Linked DNA regions of Hordeum vulgare: region 1 is linked to region 2. The links are chromatin contacts, called in public HiChIP or PLAC-seq maps. All regions are on one chromosome and are shown on one strand. Each heading gives the region's core, a stretch centred on a gene start, on an enhancer-like site or on the middle of the called end of the contact. The rest is flanking DNA. Distances are from core to core; before and after follow the strand shown.

Evidence for each region. HiChIP or PLAC-seq counts read pairs in DNA pulled down with a chosen protein or histone mark.
Region 1: a contact with region 2 is called in an H3K4me3 HiChIP or PLAC-seq map of embryo, with 9 times the contacts expected there. The contact joins the promoter of LOC123404770 here to the promoter of LOC123401494 in region 2. A contact is called at or near these places in 1 of 6 Hi-C or Micro-C datasets (leaf) and 1 of 1 datasets of contacts at active chromatin or transcription factors (embryo).

What each region holds. Positions count from the first base shown.
Region 1 is chr6H:134,420,856-134,426,738 of MorexV3_pseudomolecules_assembly, reverse strand. It overlaps LOC123404770, which reads left to right and starts at 3,470. Exons shown (of 2, transcript XM_045098719.1): 1 at 3,470-4,113; 2 at 4,604-5,138. The coding sequence starts at 3,477. The coding sequence ends at 4,770.
Region 2 is chr6H:134,136,077-134,141,642 of MorexV3_pseudomolecules_assembly, reverse strand. LOC123401494 (cation-transporting ATPase HMA5-like) reads right to left here and starts at 4,240. Exons shown (of 9, transcript XM_045095317.1): 1 at 3,842-4,240; 2 at 2,534-3,148; 3 at 1,841-2,270; 4 at 1,291-1,616; 5 at 746-804; 6 at 309-651; 7 at 19-219. The coding sequence starts at 4,138.

The DNA of each region.
Region 1 (5,883 bases), core at 2,221-4,720, 290 kb before region 2:
TCATTTGCCCCACTTTTTGTTTTTCTTTTGATGATTTGCCCTTTTCAATTACTGTAATCACTTTCGGATTTATATCCCTTTTTTCACATGCAAAAAAGATCATTTTCGGATTTATATCCCTTTTTTCACATGCAAAAAAGACACAATTGCCCCTGTGGCTAAATTATGATTTGATACTGTACAAGTCTGCTCTTTACAAGGCTGTATCCAACCGAAGCAACTAATTAACATGAAACAAATCATATCCCTTTCTTCACGTGGCTTTACACAACAGAACCAATTATACTAACAAATCATAGATTGATTCTGCTGCTTTGGTCATCATGTTCATGGCTACAGGAGAGGTGGATCCACCGCCGGCCGCCAAGCCATCAACAACTGCGATGACCACCGGACAACGGGGAAATTGGATGATTTGCCCTACTTTATTTGGGCATTAGATTATTTGCCCAATTTTACATATGATTAGATCATTTGCCTCATTTTTTATTTTTCTTTTGATGATTTGCCCTTTTCAATTACTGTAATCATTTTCGGATTTATATCCTTTTTTCACATGCGAAAAGACACAATTCCCCGTGTGGCTAGATTATACTAATTCTTCCCTAGTCTTATCTATTGTTGGACTAATCCCAGTCTCCCAGAGCATCGACGAGGTCACCATTCCTAAATAGTACTGAAACCAGAGGAAGCGAGGAGGCCGACGACGGCACTGTGGCCCCAGCAGTGGCCTGGCGCGGCGGCTCCAGCTGCAGCTGGAGCTTGACGACCCGGCCCGGCGCGGCGGCTTCCGCTGCTGCTCGGCGGCGCGGCGCGGCGGCTCCAGCTAGAGGTTGACGACCCGGCCCGACGCGGCGGCTCACGCTGCTGCTCGGCGGCCTGGCGCGGCGACACCCGCTGCAGCTCGGAGCTGTAGATGGCGTGCTAGTCACTGGTAAATACTAACTTTATTCAGTGACTAATGGATTTACAACCTTTTTTGTGTGAGCTCGTTGCGTTGCCAGTAACAGCCATGCTGGACTACCATGTTGATAGATCTATATACGGGATCCCATCTATATACATGCTTTGCATCTTGACATATGCACTTGGTTGGAGATTGACAGCAGATAAAAGAATAGACTGACAACATATGTTCACTTAGCACATGAAATTGAGATAATATATCACACCGAAATCACGAACTGATGCCACAAAAAGGTTGCTCGGTTCAAATGGCATGATAAATTAGTCCGAGTTCACATCAAGCAAAAAATATATTTTTCCAACTAAATATCTCAGAAATTGACAAATTTAAACATCTCTCAGAATTTAAAATAGTAGTTTAATGCACTAAAATTAGAGCTTCTTCTTCCTTGGGGTCAATTTTTTCTTGCATGTCGTAGAATGTGAAGGGAAGTGAGAAGTAGGTGATGCTACAGAATTAATAGTATTTGTCCCAGATGGTTGTGACGCATCGTCTTTAGTCATGGCCATAGCAAGCCTCCTGCATGTTTACACACCAATGTTATAAAAGTAGGAATTTTCTTATGCATGAATCAAATGTGTATACGACACATATAATAGTTACCCCCTTGTGATAGGCCCGGGACTATTATGAAGGCTGGAGGCAGTGTGATTGTTGTTGCGCGTGTAGGTGTCGCAACAACAACAGGAGGGAGCTCGTGAGCAGACACGTCACTAGAAATTTTAATTACACCGAATGTTACAAAAAATAGTATAATAGTACTAATTTGATACTTGGGGCACAGGAAAGCAACTTGCAAACAAAAGGAAGCTAAAGAGAGGTAACACATGCACTAGCATCTCGTCTACATTAGTATCAAATTAGTACTATTATACTATTTTTTGTAACATTCGGTGTGATTAAAATTTCTAGTGACGTGTCTGCTCACGAGCTCTCTCCTGTTGTTGTTGCGACACCTACACGCACAACAACAATCACACTGCCTCCAGCCTTCATAATAGCCCCGGGCCTATCACAAGGGGGTAACTATTATATGTGTCGTATGCACATTTGATTCATTCATAAGAAAATTCCTACTTCTATAACATTGGTGTGTAAACATGCAGGAGGCTTGCTATGGCCATAACTAAAGACGATGCGTCACAACCATTTGGGACAAATACTATTAATTCTATAGCATCACCTACTTCTCACTTCCCTTCACATTCTACGACATGCAAGAAAAAATTGACCCAAAGGAAGAAGAAGCTCTAATTTTAATGCATTGAACTACTATTTTAAATTCTGAGAGATGTTTAAATTTGTCAATTTCAGAGATATTTAGTTGGAAAAATATATTTTTTGCTTGATGTGAACTCGGACTAATTTATCATGCCATTTGAACCGAGCAACCTTTTTGTGGCATCAGTTCGTGATTTCGGTGTGATATATTATCTCAATTCCATGTGCTAAGTGAACATATGTTGTCAGTCTATTCTTTTATCTGCTGTCAATCTCCAACCAAGTGCATATGTCAAGATGCAAAGCATGTATATAGATGGGATCCCGTATATAGATCTATCAACATGGTAGTCCAGCATGGCTGTTATTGGCAACGCAACGAGCTCACACAAAAAAGGTTGTAAAAATCCATTAATCACCGAATAAAGTTAGTATTTACCAGTGACTAGCACGCCATCTACAGCTCCGAGCTACAGCGGGTGTCGCCGCGCCCAGGCCGCCGAGCAGCAGCGTGAGCCGCCGCGTCGGGCCGCCGAGCAGCAGTGGAAGCGGCCGCGGGGTCGTCAAGCTCCAGCTGTAGCTGGAGCCGCCGCGCCAGGCCACTGCTGGGGCCACAGTGCCGTCGTCGGCCTCCTCGCTTCCTCTGGTTTCATTAGGTGACCTCGTCGATGCTCTGGAAGACTGGGACTAGTCCAACAATAGATAAGACTTGGGAAGAATTAGTATAATCTAGCCACAGGGGGAATTGTGTCTTTTCGCATGTGAAAAAAAGATATAAATCCGAAAATGATTACAGTAATTGAAAAGGACAAATCATCACAAAAATGGGGCAAATGATCTAATTATATGTAAAATGGAGCAAATCATCTAATGCCCAAATAAAGTAAGGCAAATCATCCAATTTCCCGTGCGGCCGGTGCTCGAGCGTATCGTTATTCCGGAACCATTCCTCTTTTATCACACTGCCCCATACTACTTCCATAACAATGAGGTTGGTCTCCTGCGCTACCGCACCAGCCCACCAGATAACACCCCCACCCTCCGCCGCACCAGCCCACCAGATAACACCCCCACCCTCCGCCGCCAGGGCTTCGACGCCTACAAGATCGCCACTCTCCGTACTCATGATACCGAACGCCAAGGGAGCCGGTACAACCTCTACACCTACGATTCCCAGGATAAGACATGGGACCGCAAGACTGCAATTTTAAAGGGCAAAAAATATAGCCTCCTACTCGCTTCACATCGATCCCAAATCGTCATCACCATCGGGGGAGATGTTGGCACCATGGGATGGGTTGATCTTGAGCATGGCATTGCCCTCTGCGATGTCTTGGGAGGGCAGGAGGACAGCTCCACTATGAAACAGATTCGATACATCCCACTGCCGGATAAAGGTCCGGTCAAGACACACAGCATTCTCCGTGGTACTACACAGCGTTATCGCACCGTTGCTGTAGTCCATGATCACATCGAGTATGTCGAGGTACAAATCCATGTCCGGCCAGGTGCTCGCCCAAGCCGGCTTCACGGCACCTACTTTTCAGATGGCTGGACGGTCCTCAGGTGGAGCAGGACGGTCACCTCCACCTCTCGCTGGACCATGGACTGCAAGCTCACCGCTTCTGATATAACCGTCCCTGCGGACATGGCAGCATTGCTGCCCATGTTGCCAACAGAGGAAGATAGTGCTGCGACAACCTTGGAGAGGCTCCACGTTGGTCACCCCACAATCAGCTTGGGTGATGACAGTGATGTCGTCTACTTCATGGCCAAGATTGATGAGATGGAGGAGGCGGCATGGGTCATTGCTGTGAACACAAAGAAGAAGTTGCAAGGAGTTACTGAGTTCAGACCACGTAGCAGGCACAGCTTGGAGTTCACCTACATCCCAACCACCATCTCCAAGCATCTGACTCCACCAGGTAACGACGACATCATCCCTGTCTCACCATTATTTAGTGCCCAGTTCTCAGATATATCAAATAAAATTCCTCTTCATGTATATATACTACAACCGTTTCAAGTCCATTACCGTTGAGAGATTTATGTAATCCTTTTGCTCCAGTGAGGCCCTGTTAACGCGAGGTCCAGTAAAATGTAATACCTCCAGCCAATAATAGAGGATATTACTACAACCAAAATAAAAATACATTGGTTGTAATAACATCTTATATTATAGGGCGGAGGGAGTGCTTGCAGGCCTAAGACTCTGGTCTGGTGCTAAACATCATCATAACGAAATCTCGCACCAAAATGGACACGCGAAAGAGCACATCACCTGCTTGTTGCTACATTAATTCTGGAACTGGAATTTATTCAAGCTGGCCTGATCTGGCTTATATTTAGCATTCGCAGTCTTGAGCTACTAGTTTCGACTCGTCATTCTTAACATGGGAATGTTTCGCTGTGCAGGAGCAAAGGGTAACGTGAAAAGACCTGGGATGGTGTTGCCTGGTTCCGCTAACAAGAAGCTGCTGCCTGCTGTCCCGTTGATGTATGAGAGCTTTTGTGGACAAAATCTGCAGAACGCCCAAGTAGAACAAGGGGACGACACCACGGATCCTATGGACATAGAATAGGATGTGTCCATCTCAAAAAAAAAAAAAGAGGGAAAAAAGAATGGGATGTGTGGTTTGATGTTGTTTTCTCAAGTCCCAGTATTTTATTTTATGGCACCTTTGTTATTGCTACTCACCGCTGGTCATGTGTCAGAATTAAATCTATCAATTTTATGCCTGATTCTGTTGGCATCATGCACTTCTCACATGTTTCTGATTATTCATTTTTTTTAGAAAAGGAGGATAACACCGGCGTCTGTATTAGAGTGATGCATGCAAACATCTCAACAGAGTGATGCATGCAAACATCTCAATAATCCAGTATATGCTCTGTCAGAGCTCAAATGAAATCATAAAAGGTTAAAATGCCACATCCAGCAAAAGTAAAACAAGATAATTTAACACCTAGCCTATTATTGGACCACCATCTAAACTGGTTGTAAATATTCTAAGTTACTATTTTTCATTGGGTAGGCCTAGTAACTTAAGGCTCCCTGACTTTTGTGGGGTGAATAACGACTAACGACCACATGTGGCCTTATAGATTATCTGCAAAATAATCAGTCTCCGTAGTGGCCTTATAGATTATCTGCAAAAAAATCAATCTCCGTAGTGGCCTTATAGATCATCTGCAAAAAAATCAATCCGAGTTCACATGTTAAAAACCATATCATTTTTGTAGTTTCATACAGCCCATAATAATTGGATCAACCCTATTTAGCCACGTCTTGAATAATGCGTGAATAATATTTGGAGAGGTAATATTAAAGGCTATATAGACTGAATCCTATAATATTCTAGCCATCAGGCACTCATGAAAAAGGTGTTTAATCAACTCATTTTTATCACAAAATCAACATTGTTGACTATCCTTCCAACAACATAATGTAGCAACATAGGTGTCCTTACGCTGTACAATATTATACAAGACGAATATTGTGTGGCAAGCGATGCCTCCCCTAGCCATGTACCCTTCGAGAATCTAGTAGTATAATCATTTCCAATGATGAAATTTGTCCTACCCTTCCAACAACATACTATAGCCACATAGGCATCCTTACGCTTATACAAGGCGGATATTGTGTGGTAGGAGGTGCCTTCCCTAACCACGTACCCTTGCAAAATCTAGTAGTA
Region 2 (5,566 bases), core at 2,991-5,490:
TTATATCACATAGCTAACCAGAATCATCTTCCCATTGATCAAACATTGAACTCCTTTGCCAGGCAAGGCAGAAAAATCAGCAACTTCCAAGAGCCATTGAGAGAATGCGTCTTCTTTTCTTTTCTTAACATCATCTTTTGATGAGGGGAGTTTGCCAAAGAAATGGAAATGAAATGCATAATCCAAGATAGCTTTTGCAAGTGGATGCTCACTGCTTGCCTAAAATAACAAAAAATAACAAAGTAAGATTACCAGGTTTGCACTCTACTACAATAAGCAAAATCCCTGGGGATTTTTCGTTGCCTCACCTCCGCAGATGCTACCAATGTGAGGAAGTCGCCAACATCCATTCCTGAGAACACTTTCGTCGTTGTTACAGTGGCCTTTCCTTGTGTCAGTGTCCCAGTTTTATCAAATATAATATATTTAACATTCTGAGCCCTCTCCAGTGCATCTCCACCCTTTACAAGTACTCCATGATTGGCACCAACTCCAGTTGCTACCATAACAGCAGTTGGTGTCGCCAGACCAAGAGCACATGGACAGGCAATTACCACAACAGAGATGGAGAACATGAGGGAGAAAACAAAGCAATTGCTAGTTTCTGAAACCCATGAATTTGGATATGCCCCCAGCGTCCCACATACAAACCTACAAAAGTCAATAATGCATGAAAAATTTAGACAGAAGTAGCCTGACGCCCCCAAACCCAACCGCAGACAGATGCATTAACCGTGAAACTTACCATGTACAGAATGTCAGTAAGGACAAGGTGATGACAATAGGAACAAAAATGCCGGCCACCTGAAAAGAACACAGATAGCATCAACATTCACAAAACATAATGGTTATTATAGGAAACAAAATGCCAGTGCATGTTAAAAAAAGATATACAAATCATCAAAATTGCATTGGTTTCTTCATGTAATATTTTGTAATAATAAGAAGTTAAACTGCTTTCAATAATTCATGACTTGACAAAAGATAACCAGGTGTAAACAGTTGATGTGTGAAATCTGATGAGTAATATACTTTGTATAAGGCCATGAAAATATAACTTTAACACTTAGGTCAATGGCATTTAACTAGTACTCTCTCCGTACCATAATATAAGACATTTTTGCAGTTCAATTTGAACTGCAAAAATGTCTTACATTATGGTACAGAGGTAGTGCTACATAAGTTTAGAAGTGTAATGAAATTGACCAGAAAAGTGTTCTACAAATTTAAGATTATAAGAGAGATAATTTTCATGACTCGGAAGCATCATAAATAGACAAATGCACTCACGTAATCAGCGAACTTCTGAATAGGTGCTTTAGACATCTGGGCAGTCTCAACAAGAGATATTATCTGGCTCAAAACTGTCCCTGATCCTACTTTCGCCGCTTGTATGTGAAGGGTGCCATTTAGGTTCATGGTGCCTCCAATTACTGAACTAGATACTTCCTTGGAGATAGACGCAGATTCACCAGTTACCATACTTTCATCAACATGGCTTGTACCCCAAGTGACGATACCATCAGCAGGAATCTTTGAGCCAGGAAGCACTTTTAAGACATCACCAGGTTGGATCAACAATGCATCAATTTCCTTCTCTCCAGCATATTTTCCATCTGGATTCAGGCACGATGCTATGAGTTAAAGTGTGCAACTACAATCAAAATGCAAGAGTATGGATGCAAGGCTGCAATCCTAAGCAATCAGTTAAGAATTAATATCCAACCAAAAACATAAAAAGAAGGCGATTGTATGTAAATCACTTAGACATGAGCTTTCTGAACTGCTAGTCATTTTCGGTGTATGCATGCTATGTTACCATCAAGTAAGAATCAGATACCTTTGTATTTCAGAAGCAAGATAGCTGTAGCAGGAACCAGCTCTACAAGTTTCTTAATTGCATCTGATGTCCGTCCTTTAGCAAGCACCTCAAGATACTTCCCCAATAGCACAAATGTAATTATCATTGCGCTTGTCTCAAAATACATTGGAGGATGAAATCCAGTGAATGCACCATAAAGAAGCGCGCAAACTGAGTATACATATGTCGCAGTTGTGCCAAGAACAACCAATACATCCATATTTGTAGAGCCATGTCTAAGGGCCCTATAAGCTGCGACGTAGAAACGTTTGCCAACAACAAACTGTACTACGCTCACCAGCATCCACTTGAGCAGATCTCCTATACGAAATGGTCCGCAGTGCATGAGTAGGAATGAGTTAATGAAAGATATGTGAGGGCACACCATGCGCATAAAAAACACTGGAATCTGGTGCAAGGAAACCAGTAAAGAAAGTCAGTATGCAAGTAAAACAACAATAATTCATGATACCTTTACTTTACATTATCTCTTTATAGTAGTAACTGTATGCAAGTGACAATTATATCAAATCAAGCTGACACATCAGACGGGCTTGCTATTTATTTACGGTCACAGCTAGGATAAGGGTATAGCTACCAGGGGAACTTTAGACTGAACTAGAGATGCAACAAAAACCATAAACAAATAGGATAGCAGGGATAAAAACTTACACTTAGGAATAAGCTGGAGCGAAGGAGGTGAAGCATTTTTGAAGCCTCTTGCGCATCATTTGAAGAAGACCGTACATATGGGTTCTGTACATGGGCTTTCAGTCTGCCACTGCTTTCAATCTCAATAATATCCACAATCGATCTCAAACCAACGACTTCTGGATCGAATGTAATTTCAACTTCTGCCCTTACAGAATTTACATCAAACTGGCACAGGCCTTCTGTTTTTCTCAGGATATCATATAATAAATTTACATCTCTCTCTGTATGCAATCCTATCAAACCTAATAAAGCCTTATCTTGCTCACTACTTTGTAACAGTGCAGCTTCAAAACCAGCATCCTCGATAGCCTGAACAATCTCATCTTTGCTAATAGCAGCCGGATCATACTCGACTTCCCCTAATGAGGTCGCTAATGCAACAACTGCTCTGTTTACACCTGGCAACTTCTTTAAGATCCCTTCAACTGAGTTCACACAGGCAGCACAAGTCATGCCCCCTATCCTAAATTGGCCTGACAAAGCCTTCTGTGACTTTGGCTGAGAAACAGCAGAGTCTGGGAGGATCTCTGCTTCAAATCCAGCATCTTCTATTGCTTCTACGATGTCTTCTTCCTGAATACAACAAACACTGTCAGGTCCATTTCAGAAACCTCAATGTAAAAGCAAATTGGTTTAAATAAGCAAGGTTACAGGTTGGCAACGTCATGGAGAGTTGAGATCTTTGAAGCAGACCTAACATCACATTTTCGTAGAGGTTGTTTGCAATTGCGAGTCACGGTACATGTGCTTCATGGGGCTGTTCGGGAACCGGTTAAGCAAGTTACTACGAGTCTGTCAAGTCTTCCTAGAAAATGGTTATGAACCAGCACTAGGGCTGCAGCTTTGCAATTGGTACTATGAAAATCTCCCAATATTTTTTCGTAAACGTGGTTAGAATCCATATGATTACCAAACTCGCTAGACTTGCTTCCCGACAAAGCAAGGTAGAGCGTCCCACAAACTCAACCCACACGACTGATCAATTGGAACAGCCGGAGGACAAGCGAGCCAAAATGAAGCAGCTACCGCACGAGTTGTGAGTGTTTCATTGCGCATCCTAACCACCATAACCGACAAAACGCAGCGAAGTTTCCCGCCTTGAGCTCCCCAATTCCGCGTCCGATTACCAACAAGGGCGCCATAATCCTCCAGTATCGAAGCCACCGCACCAGAATTCACCGCAGGGGCGCGATCCCAGACCAAATCTCCAGCGCGCGCGGAGGCGATGGAGGGAGCGGGAGGGGGAGGGATCACGCGGAACCAAACCTTTGCGAGCGCGGGGTCGAACACGACGTGGGCGCGGTTCTGCAGCAACGACACGGCGGCGCTCCGGACGCCGCGGCGGGCGGAGAGGGCGGCCTCGACGGCGCCCGTGCAGGCGGAGCACGTCATGCCCGTGACCCGCACCTGGGCCCGGCGCATGCCCGCGTCCTCCTCCTCCTCCTCCTCCTGCCCAGTCCGCGAGCTCAGGCCCTCCGGCTCGTCGTAGGACCCCAGCAGCGCCACCTCCTCCATCTCGTCGTCGCGGCCGCCGGCGACCGCCGTAAGCTGGAGGTGGGCCATGGCCGTCAGAGACGGGGGTGGCGAGGCGAGGCGAGGCGAGGCAATAGTTCGGAGGGGAATGAACGGGAAGGGGAAATGTGAATTGTGAAGGGGAGACCGACCGAGTAGGCCGGGAAAGGCGATGGGTGTAATAGTGCGAGACGCGAGGGGTGGGTCCGAGACTCCGCGAGGATTCCGAGGGCGTTTCTGAAAATGTTGCGGATAGTGCCGGTTTGGTGGGTAGGTAGCCGGCAAATCGGGGAGCGTTACATTTGGCGTTAATCTCCTTGTGATATGGTTTGACTCGATCGTAATGAGTACGGAGTACTAACGTACGTTTGGATTACCCTCGCTGATTTGATTATTGGGCAGGCCTTGCAAATGCGTCTTGCGCTCAGGAAAGCGTCAATATTGGAGACCTTGGCGTCAAGCATGTTGCAAATCGATCCTGTAGACTTCGGCGTGTACAAAGTTGCAGGGCGTGAGCTTGGTTTATAGCCGGCCGGAAGCAGCCTGGCACCACTTCTGTATTACAAATCGATGCCTGCTGTATTTTTTGTTCATTCGGAGCAACTGACTCTTTCACAAATCCAATTTGGCACCACTTCTGCAGAATGGTTCTTTAGCGAAAAAGTGTTTCCCCGCTTTGTATTACAAAACAACCAACATTGATTAATGAACAAACATTGTGACAAGCAGCACAACAAACCAAAAGAAACAGAAGAGAAAAAAATAATGTCAACACCGACAGCTCGACAAAGCGCGGATGAACCGCAACCGTTGCGCCTCCGAAATCGATCTATCACGATCCAAGGCGTTTGCAGTTCGCGCAAAACAGCTTTTGCGGGCTGGTCCGGGCTGGCACAGATGCAGACCCCCCAAATGGATGCGTAAAAAAGTATATTCGCGGAATATATACTTTTTTACGGGCCGGCTTTGCGGGATCTGCTCTTTGCGCCGTTGCATCCCGCATATCATCAGCCCGCAAATATCAAATACAACATAATTCAACAATCGAAAACAAACTGAATTATTCGAATCAAACATAATACAATAATCATCCGCATTACAAGTAATTATTCAAATAACCGTAGCAAACTTAAATAGTGCAATACAAAACTTGTCATGAATACAAAAATAAGTCATTGTTCAGCCCTTTGCCAATGGTGCTCAATGAGATCTTCCTGAAGTTGAAAGTGGGTGTGTGCATTTTCAATCTCCTTGTATGTGTGAAGAAAAGTTGTAATGTGGTTTGGGTCTCTAGCTGGTTTGACACGGCTACCCACATTGTCGTAAAAGAATTCTAAGTTCAATCCTCTGTCATCTTCAAGAATCATATTGTGCAGGATAACACAGCATGTCATGATGTTCTTCAAGGTTTTCTTATCCCCAAAACGAGCAGGACCACGGACAATGGCAAACCTAGATTGCAAAACACCAAATGCTCTT